Regions from separate parts of the Mus musculus genome. Here region 1 is linked to region 2. Evidence: chromatin contacts called from public Micro-C data. All regions are on one chromosome and are shown on one strand. Each heading gives the region's core, a stretch centred on a gene start, on an enhancer-like site or on the middle of the called end of the contact. The rest is flanking DNA. Distances are from core to core; before and after follow the strand shown. Region 1 holds the start of Slc29a3 (solute carrier family 29 (nucleoside transporters), member 3). Region 2 overlaps Cdh23 (cadherin 23 (otocadherin)).

Region 1 (4,231 bases), core at 967-3,466, 130 kb after region 2:
GGCTGGGTAGTCTAGTAGTTTCCCCAGCAGGGCTTCCTGGTCAGCTTCTTGATGGTTACTCGGGGCTCTGTAGACAGCATTGGAGCTGTGGTATACATTGTCCTCAGAGGCAAAGGCCACTGTGTGGGCAGAGAGAGAGACACAGAGCAGGTGAATGAGCGAGCGAGCATGGAGGCTGGGGACTGATGCATCCTAGAAGACATCTCTCGTCCATGCTGGGTCTACCCTGTCCCCAAAGCCTGGCTGGAGAGCTTCCAGTCTTGGGAGCAAGAAGAAAAACAAAAATCAAACTAGAAGAACAGGCTATGATAACTGTAGTGACTTCCAAGGTCATTCCAACTATGTAAGGGCAACACAGCCAACACATTAGGCAGTGTGAACACCATTGCAGGTGTAGACTAAGGCAAGCAGTGCAGAAGGACAAGCCTGGGCTAAATGCATTTACATAGAAATTGGAACCTGGGTGGGAACAAGCATACCTTGGAAGGTACACAGAGGTCTTCCAACAGTGGGTGTTTTCAAGGGAGACTGGGACAGGGAGGGAGCATCCTTGTTAAGTCTTTTTTTTTTTATGCCTTTTGAATTTGAACAATGTGTGCTTGCTGTTCAATCAAGTTAGGCCAGGCTGTGCACATACATCTACAACCCAGTAACACTCTGGAGGTGAAGGCAGGAAGATCAGGATTCAAGGTCAGCCCTGCTACATATCGAGTTTAAGGGCTAACCTGGACTAAGTGAGACCCTATTTCACAAAGAAACCACTCCAGGACTTCAGAGTGCCAGCGACACCCAGTGAGTGAGCCATGACAGCCGGGTATTAGGTCCGGAGGAATATGAGGCTCAGAAAGTTCAAGCCACTTGCCTAGGTCACAGGGGCATGGATGATACAGTCACGCTGTCTGGATGCCCTGGGGGGGGGGGGGGGTTTCCCTAACCTCATCTCCCTCCCCCAACCCCCAGGGATAATCTGGGAATGTGACTCCATCTGCTGGTTCCAAGTCCCCATAGCCCTCCCTCTTGAAGGCTTCCTGCAGCAAGAAGCTATGAGCAGAGACAAACAAGGGGAATGCCCCTCATCAGCACTGCTGGATAAACAGATCCCTGACTATTGCAGCGGAGCCCTGGCTCAGGCAGGCCAGAGGTTCTACAGTGTCCTAGCAAGCTGAGCAGACCCCTCTACAGCCTTAATTCACACAAAGACCAAAGAGGACCATGCAAGGACCTAGACAGGGCCATCCATGCAAACGTGCTTTAAATTATTGTTTGTTTTTTAAATATAAACAGAATCTAGAGAAATGTTTCAGCAGTGAAGAGCGCTTGCTGTTCTTTCAAATGACCCGTGTTCAGTTCCCAGCACCCTAGTCAAGTAGCTCAGCTACTTTTAACTCCTGTTCCAGGGAATTCTATGCCCTCCTGTAGCTTTTGTGGGCACCTGAAAGAACTGCACATACCCACACAAAGGCACACATATGTACACGTATTTTCTTTTTTAGTGTGAAAGATAATCATGAAGCATCAGAGAACTGGCAAGGACCTGTTCCATTTCCAGAAGTTCAGGCTAGGAGGGTGGGCGCACGGCTCAGCGGCTCAGTGTGGGTCACCCAGACCCACACAGGTCTGAAGTCCCTTCTCAGCTACTGTGTCTATTCATCAAGGACTACTCAGCCTTGACCAAGCATCTGAAGTTGCCAGGGATCTTCTCTAACCAGGTCACGGGCGGTGCAGTGGACTGAGCAACGCCTTATTACTCTTTATAAAAGGTAGCTGTGGCTTTGGATGAATAGAGAAAGACAAAGAAAGGAGAGGAGGCGGAGAACCTCCCGGGGCCAAGCTGTCCCTGCCTCTGACTGGGGTCCTGGGGTAAGGACCAGTCAGAGCTGGAAAGGGTAGGAGTCTGGGGACTGAGAACATGTCTGGCCAGCCCGTGTGCCACGATGGCTCCTGTGGACACAGGCTGGGGTCCAAGAGCGAGCCTGGCAGTAGGCTAAGACAAGTCCTCGCTGCAGAGGCAGCTGTGGCATCCGATCCGGACCCGCAAAGCCTTCTGGATCTTTCGGGCCGACCTGTCCCCACACGCGGGACCAGAGAAGAGTGTGGAGGAGAGGCCAGGCTCAGCCTCGGGAAGGGAAGACCCAGCCAAGCATGGGGGCCGCTGCACCCGCACTTACTGTCGCTGCCGCTGCTACCTCCACCAGGTCCAAGGCGCTGGGCCACTGTGACCAGAGCTCAGCCAGGCCGGGCTCCGCCCTTGTCCTCCCAGCCCCGCCCTCCTTTTCTCAGCTCACCACGCCCCGTTCAGCGCTTCCGGGTTTGCCGACTCCTCCCTCTGGCCCCGCCCCCACGCGCGCCTCTTCCTGGCCTACGGCAGTAACTGCAGGCGTCCAATTGCAAAGTGAAAAAAGTGTGGCTTTGGAACAGGTCCTGCCTGACTCCCTATTGGTATCCACCGCCTCATTCCCTAGGGTGCCCCACAGCCCCCTGCTCCCCCTCAATACTTCCAGAGCAGGATGTACCAGCAAGATGAACTTGGCCTCCCAGCCTAGGTGGAGAGCCGCAGAGAGAGCTTGAAGCTATTTGGTGGCAGTGAGCGAGGCCAGAGTGAGCAGATTTGTGTTGGAGGGGCAATCCAGATGCCACATCTGCAGAAGAGAAACTTTTGGGAGACTCTGAGATCAAAGTTCAGGAGAGAGCTGAAGATGGCTCCTGTACAGCTCCGAGTGCAGAGTGGGGGTTACGGAACCGATGTGCTTTGTTTTTGTTTTCTTTTTGAGAGAGAGAGAGAAAAGTGGGGAACCTAAGGAAACACCCAAGAGTGGCAGAAGTTTGGGCTTCCTTTCTACCCAATCCCTTACCACTGGGGGGTGACTTCCTCCGCTGCCCTGCAGGGGACGTGTAGGTGTCACCTACCACCCGCACTTGGGAGGCTCTGGGGTTTAGGCTCACCTTAGCTACATAGTGGTCAGCCCAGGTTACTTGAGACCCTGGCGGCGTTAGGGTTGGAGTATACATGCCTGCGCTGTCCTTACAGATCACCTGAGGAGAGGAGGTAAGGACAGGAGGGGAAAAGAAAGAGGCAGAGTAGGAGTTGGCTGATGTCCTGCGCTAGACCAGAGAAAACGTGGGCACAAGCAAGGCTGGTGTGGGCCAGTCCCAGAGACCAGCTGGGGACTTACTGATGCCAAAGCTTAGTAGGCTTCTTTTCATAAGTGTGAAGGGGGAAAAAATAGAATTTTCTCTACCCATCATGGTTCCTAGTTGGCAAAGGATCCCTAATATCAAACACAGAAGAAAAACAACAGGCTTTTAATAATGTGTAACACAGACACACACACACTTGCCCACTCACACACATACACATGCACACTTTTAGACACACTCACATATATGTATACATGCACCCATGCACACATGTACATATGCACACACATCAGACATGCATACCCACATACACACGTGGGTGAGGCTCAGAGAAATGAGTAAATCTCAAAACATGGCCTAAATACCAGCCTCAACTGCAAGGGGAACACGTGAGGTCTGGAATTCGGCTCTGTGGGAGAGCAGAAGCTAGCATGCTCCAAGCCGTGGGCACACTCCCTACAGGGCACAGAGGAGGCAAAGGTTACCTCAGGATCAGAAAAAGCACAGCAAACAAGAAGGTAGCCTGGGCGGTTCTCCTTGTCTCCCTGTGTCCTTTGCTGTGATAAAACCCCGGAGTAAAACTGACTTGGGACGGAAAGGGTTAATTTCATCTTAGAACTCCACTGAGGGGAATCGGAGCCAAAACTGAAGATAGGAAGCTGGAAGCAAGAATTAAAGCAGACACCAGGAAGAAACTGAGGCTTACAGGACTTGATCTCTCGGTGGTAGAAACTCAGGAGTTAGGGAACTCCTGGAGGCAGGAACTGAGACAGAAGCCGTGGAGTAAAGTTGCCCTCTGGTTTGCTTTAATACAAGCCAGGGCCACCTACAAGGCATAGCTATAAAAGTACCTTTCATTGGCCTAATGTAATTGTTGTCTCAGAGGTTTACTGCCTCTGTCTGCTAACCTAGGCCTAGTCTTGGAAGCTTCTAGCCTCTGTACAATCTTACCTAGGCCTAGAATGTTTACAGCCTCTGAGACTGCTGAATTTCAAGCTCACCCTTTCCTAGTTTTTTTTTCTGAGTTCTGGCTGTCTGGTTCAACTCAGCTATTCTGGCTCAAAGTCCTCTCTACACTGACTGACTCAATCTG
Region 2 (4,216 bases), core at 478-2,977:
CGGTCAAGGCTGCTCTGTGTCAACTGGAAGTAACAGAGAAGGAAGGAGCAATGTCAGCCCAACAAAATGGCCTGAGCCAGGGTTCAGAACAGGACCACATCCCAGCCCAAGCTGGGAACTGGTAATGGCCCCAAGGGCCTGGGGAGAAGAGGTCTTCATGTTCGTCCCTAGTGTAAAGGGCAGAGGCCCACCTGTTTACCCACTATTTATCCAGAATCTCCTAGGATCTTGGGAGAAAGGAGCTGGGGGGGGGGGGGTGTCGGTGGGGGGCTGGGGGAGGAAGATCTCTGTCTGCAGCCAGGGAAACAGCCAGGGTGCTTGACTCTGTCAGCAAAGTCCTCTGCAGAGAAACTGAGAGGAGAGTTTGCAGGTCAGTTCCCTCAAAGGGATAGCATCTATAGAGCAAGCCTAGCAATGAAGACCATCCAGTCACAGCAGGAATGGGAGCGCCGACACACACCTTGTTTTGCTGGCATGATTTCCCCCAAGACATTATACTACTTTCTCCAGGAAACCAAGGCACAGCCCTAATGGATCTAAGCTTCCAGAACCCAGGCCCTTACTTGTACCAGTCTCTGATTAGCTCCAAGCATGTGTCCAGTGACCCAAGACTCTAGGAGGGAAAAAGCTCTGAAGGCTTCCTCACGGAAGCAAAGAAGGTACCAGATGCAGCCAGCGTCTCTGCAGGTGTATGGTCCTAATAAGATGGAATTCTCAAAGGGACCTCAGAACCCGCTTTCAGGACTGCTGAGACATACACTGACCCCTCCCCGGGGTACAAACACTTCCTGGAAGCAGAGGCCAACAGACCCTCCACAGGGCCAGCCAGCCAATGCAGCTCAAAGGAACAGCAACACTGGCAGCTGGTGGCTCCTGCACAGCGGCCAGGAAGCAGGGAAGTGATGGGCACCAGCATCCAGGACTCAGAAAGCCTGGCCCAAGAACGGTGCTGTTCCTGGGTTACAGATGAGCTAAATTAGCTGTGACACTCATTAGTGGCGGCTCCTAATTAGTGAAAATTAATATTGGCTTTGATAAAGACGTCGGCGCCAGATTTCCAAGGCAGAGGCATTATCGACCTTGACAGCCTGGCTAACGCTGGGGTAAGTGGAGGTGCCAAGGGGCCTGGCAGCAGGGGAAGAGGGTAGGTAGTCCTCCCTCCTGGAGCTTCCTGACCCCGGCTTCAGCAGTCATTCCACAGGGCCCCACCCCCACCGGAGCGTTTGAGCAGGTGGCACTAGAATAATTACCGCTGATGATGTCGTTTGGGCTCTGCTGAGCCCCGGGCAGCAGCCACTGTGTTTACATTGACTTGTGGAAAGGCAGACATTACTCTCCACTTCAGAGAAGCTGAGGCTCAGAATAAATGCATAACTTGTGCTGAGATATCTGGATCTGCAGCTGAGTATTCTAACACAGAACCTGGGCTCTATGACCTTAGTACAGCCCCGCTCTCCCCCAGTCCTCCGTTAGCATGGGTCACCTGGAGGTAGAACCCACAGTCCAAGAGGAGGGGGGGGGGGCGGAGAGAAAAGAAAGGATAAAAGAGGAAAAACAATAAGACAAGCATCCTTCTGCAAACTACCCAGGACAAGCTTTCCCACTGCTCTAGAACAATGTTCAGGGTCAGGAGCACCTAGAACAGCCGGAAGTGACACATCATCCCAGGGGGCATAGATAACCTGGATCTCATAGCTCACGGCTCACCAGAGGTCTCAGATGTGCAGTTACCAAGTGACTAGCTCCTGGGCCCAGCCCCTTAGGCCACTTGGGAGGTGACAGGCGGATGTGGCTTCTCTTTACCCAGTCCACATTTCCCTAGCCAGGGACCCAGCCTGGGGTAATGAGAGGTAACACATATATCTATTTTTAATTCAAATGAAGGGAAATATGTTTGCCACCATGGAGTTTATAAAAATAACAATGCATTATTTGGGCATTAATAACACTAAAGATGTCAAACTGTCAGATAAGAAGTTAATCTCATTCGGAGAACAATTAAAGACGCTATTATTCCACCACCTGGGGCCATTCAGCTTTTACCACTCAGCGGGCTTAATAGATAAAGGGGCCAGGCACAGAGCACAGAGAGTTCTGCCCCCGACCCCTGCCATTTACTGTCAGCCTGCAGATTGCTCCCTTGATGTCCCCAACTCAAGGGCTTGTGTGCACAGATTACATAGATGTTCATGGTGGCTTTATTCGGAGGAGCCCCAAATTGGGAGAAATCTAAACATCACTGGGCATGCTGGCACACAACAACAATCCCAGTATTCATGAGGTCAAGGTAGGAAGACCAAGACTTCCAAGTCAGTCTTAATCACACAGCAAGTTCAAGGCCAGGTTGGGCTACAAGCCAGGCTACATGAGATCTTGTCTCAAAGAAAAAGAAGAGGAGGAGAGGAGAAAGAGGTAAAGGAGGAGGGGGGGGGGCGAAGAAAAGAAAACCAGGGCTAGGGAGATGGCTCAGTAAGGTGTCTGCCCTGTGAGCATGAGGCTCCACGTGGGGTACCTAGCACCCCAGTGGAGATGAACTGTTTGTTGACTTACCAAACAGTGGGACTGAAATGATTATTCAATTATGCAAATTGAGAGCCAGAAATAGCCCTCCACTTACTAAACTTCTGGACAAACAAGTCAACCCATGGTATTGGAGTTGTCCAGGGGTCATCTGGTTGGGGAGGAAGGAGACAAAGGAACAGGAGACACACTACGAGTGACAGATAAGTTCACTGTCTTGATTGTGGCGGTGGCTTCAAGGACATATATGTGAGTGTCAAAATGTATTTGTCATATCTCTAACTCACGGCTTACTTTGTTTCAATAATGTCACAGTAGAAACATTGTTTTAACTTGAGTGGGAGTAAAGTTAGACGGTAGCAGAGGGAAGGGGAAGATCTGAGGGGCTGGAGTAAAAGCCAGGCTTGGGGCTCTTGCGGAACAAGAGGTTACTGTAGCTTCCTGCAGGGGGAGGTGCTGATTCCCTAATTAGTTCTTGATTGTGTCAATAAAGAGAGCCTGGAGCCAATTGTTGGACAGGTGGGACTTCTGGGTCCCAGGAGAAGGAAAAAGAGAAGCAGGAAAGCTTTGTGTGTGTGTGTGTGTGTGTGTGTGTGTGTGTGTGTGTGTCTGTGTCTGTGTCTGTGTCTGTGTCTGTGTCTGTGTCTGTGTCTGTATCTGTGTGTGTTTTGGGGGGAAAGAGGCTTTTGTAGCCATATATTGGAAGGAGAAGAAAGCAGCAGTCATGCAAGGCCTTGGGGCACCTAGGGCACAGGAGGTTGGCGGGAGCTAGCTGATAGCCGATAAGGTTAGGGCAGGAGATTCTGCGCCCAGCAACTGTGTTACCTGACAAATTCTAAAATAATAAAGTTGTCTAAGTATTTTCATCTGAGGATCAAAGGTGGGAAGACAGAGGGAGAAGTCGGGTCGTTGATAGCTGTTGTCAGAGCTAAGCTGGGAGGAACGGACAAGTCGGGAGTGGGACTTCCGACAGCTGATGTCAGAGCTAAGCCAGGAGCAAGGGCTGAGGTACCAGGCTGAGACGGAAACGTGTTTTTTAAAATTTACATGCAACAGAAAATTTACATGCAATCTCCCTCGGACCCACATTAAATAAATAAATAAGATTCTCTTGAGCATCAGCACCATGGGTGGTGGGTCTGACTGGGGAACTATGGGTAACAAGGGTGCACTGGGAAAAGCTGTCTGCTCAGGTCTGATGTTGTCAGACCCAGTAGTCCAGTAAAGAAAGTGAAAGCTACCATCAACCCTGAGAGGGTGTGCTACAGAGGAGCATTGTTACAGAGGTCTGTGGCCAGGGAGGACTTGGAAAAGGCACCAGGGAGGGACAAGGTAAACGGCCAGATCAACTTGGGGCAACACTCTGACTGGGTACCCTGAGAAAGAACAGGACCATATCTCTTTTTAGGGGAACCAAACATCCACATGGGCTGCCCAGACACACCTCCAAGGGCCATGGTCTGATCCTAGTTAGGCTGAGCTAGTGGCTAAGGAGCTTGGAAAGGAGGTATGGCCAGTGGGAGCCACTAAAGCTTCATTAAGAAGAAGGAGGACCATAAGGGGGCTGTGTCAAAGCCCCTGTGTTTGCTATCAGCACATGCCTGCTGCTCAGCAGTACCTAGGCTCAAGTCCAGACGGGAATGATTTGGTCTGGAGGTCCCCACATGGTGGCCCTCCATTTTCTGTCATAATTCTC

What was found. Hi-C and Micro-C count contacts between places; a contact is called where the count stands out from the background.
Region 1: a contact with region 2 is called in a Micro-C map of trophoblast stem cells, with 12 times the contacts expected there. The contact joins the promoter of Slc29a3 here to the enhancer-like site in region 2. A contact is called at or near these places in 23 of 39 promoter capture datasets (the 3T3-L1 cell line, 3T3-L1-derived adipocytes, the C10 cell line and 12 more), 5 of 15 datasets of contacts at CTCF or cohesin (embryonic stem cells, large pre-B cells and pro-B cells), 117 of 484 Hi-C or Micro-C datasets (the 63-12 cell line, 8-cell embryo, B cells and 49 more), 17 of 115 datasets of contacts at active chromatin or transcription factors (the SCID.adh cell line, bone marrow-derived dendritic cells, bone marrow-derived macrophages and 4 more) and 1 of 9 other capture datasets (embryonic stem cells).

Annotation. Positions count from the first base shown.
Region 1 is chr10:60,750,566-60,754,796 of GRCm38.p6, forward strand. It overlaps Slc29a3 (solute carrier family 29 (nucleoside transporters), member 3), which reads right to left and starts at 2,217. Exons shown (of 6, transcript NM_023596.3): 1 at 2,169-2,217; 2 at 1-119. The coding sequence starts at 2,169.
Region 2 is chr10:60,623,379-60,627,594 of GRCm38.p6, forward strand. The region is part of intron 4 of Cdh23 (cadherin 23 (otocadherin)); the gene reads right to left. Among named protein-coding and RNA genes, the nearest start is that of Gm51803, 62 kb to the right of the region's middle. Within about 2 kb of position 1,728, at least 23 of the 459 cell types and tissues checked have an H3K27ac peak or open chromatin away from gene starts, as enhancers often do. A contact at or near this core is called in the 63-12 cell line, olfactory sensory neurons and trophoblast stem cells, where this site is marked.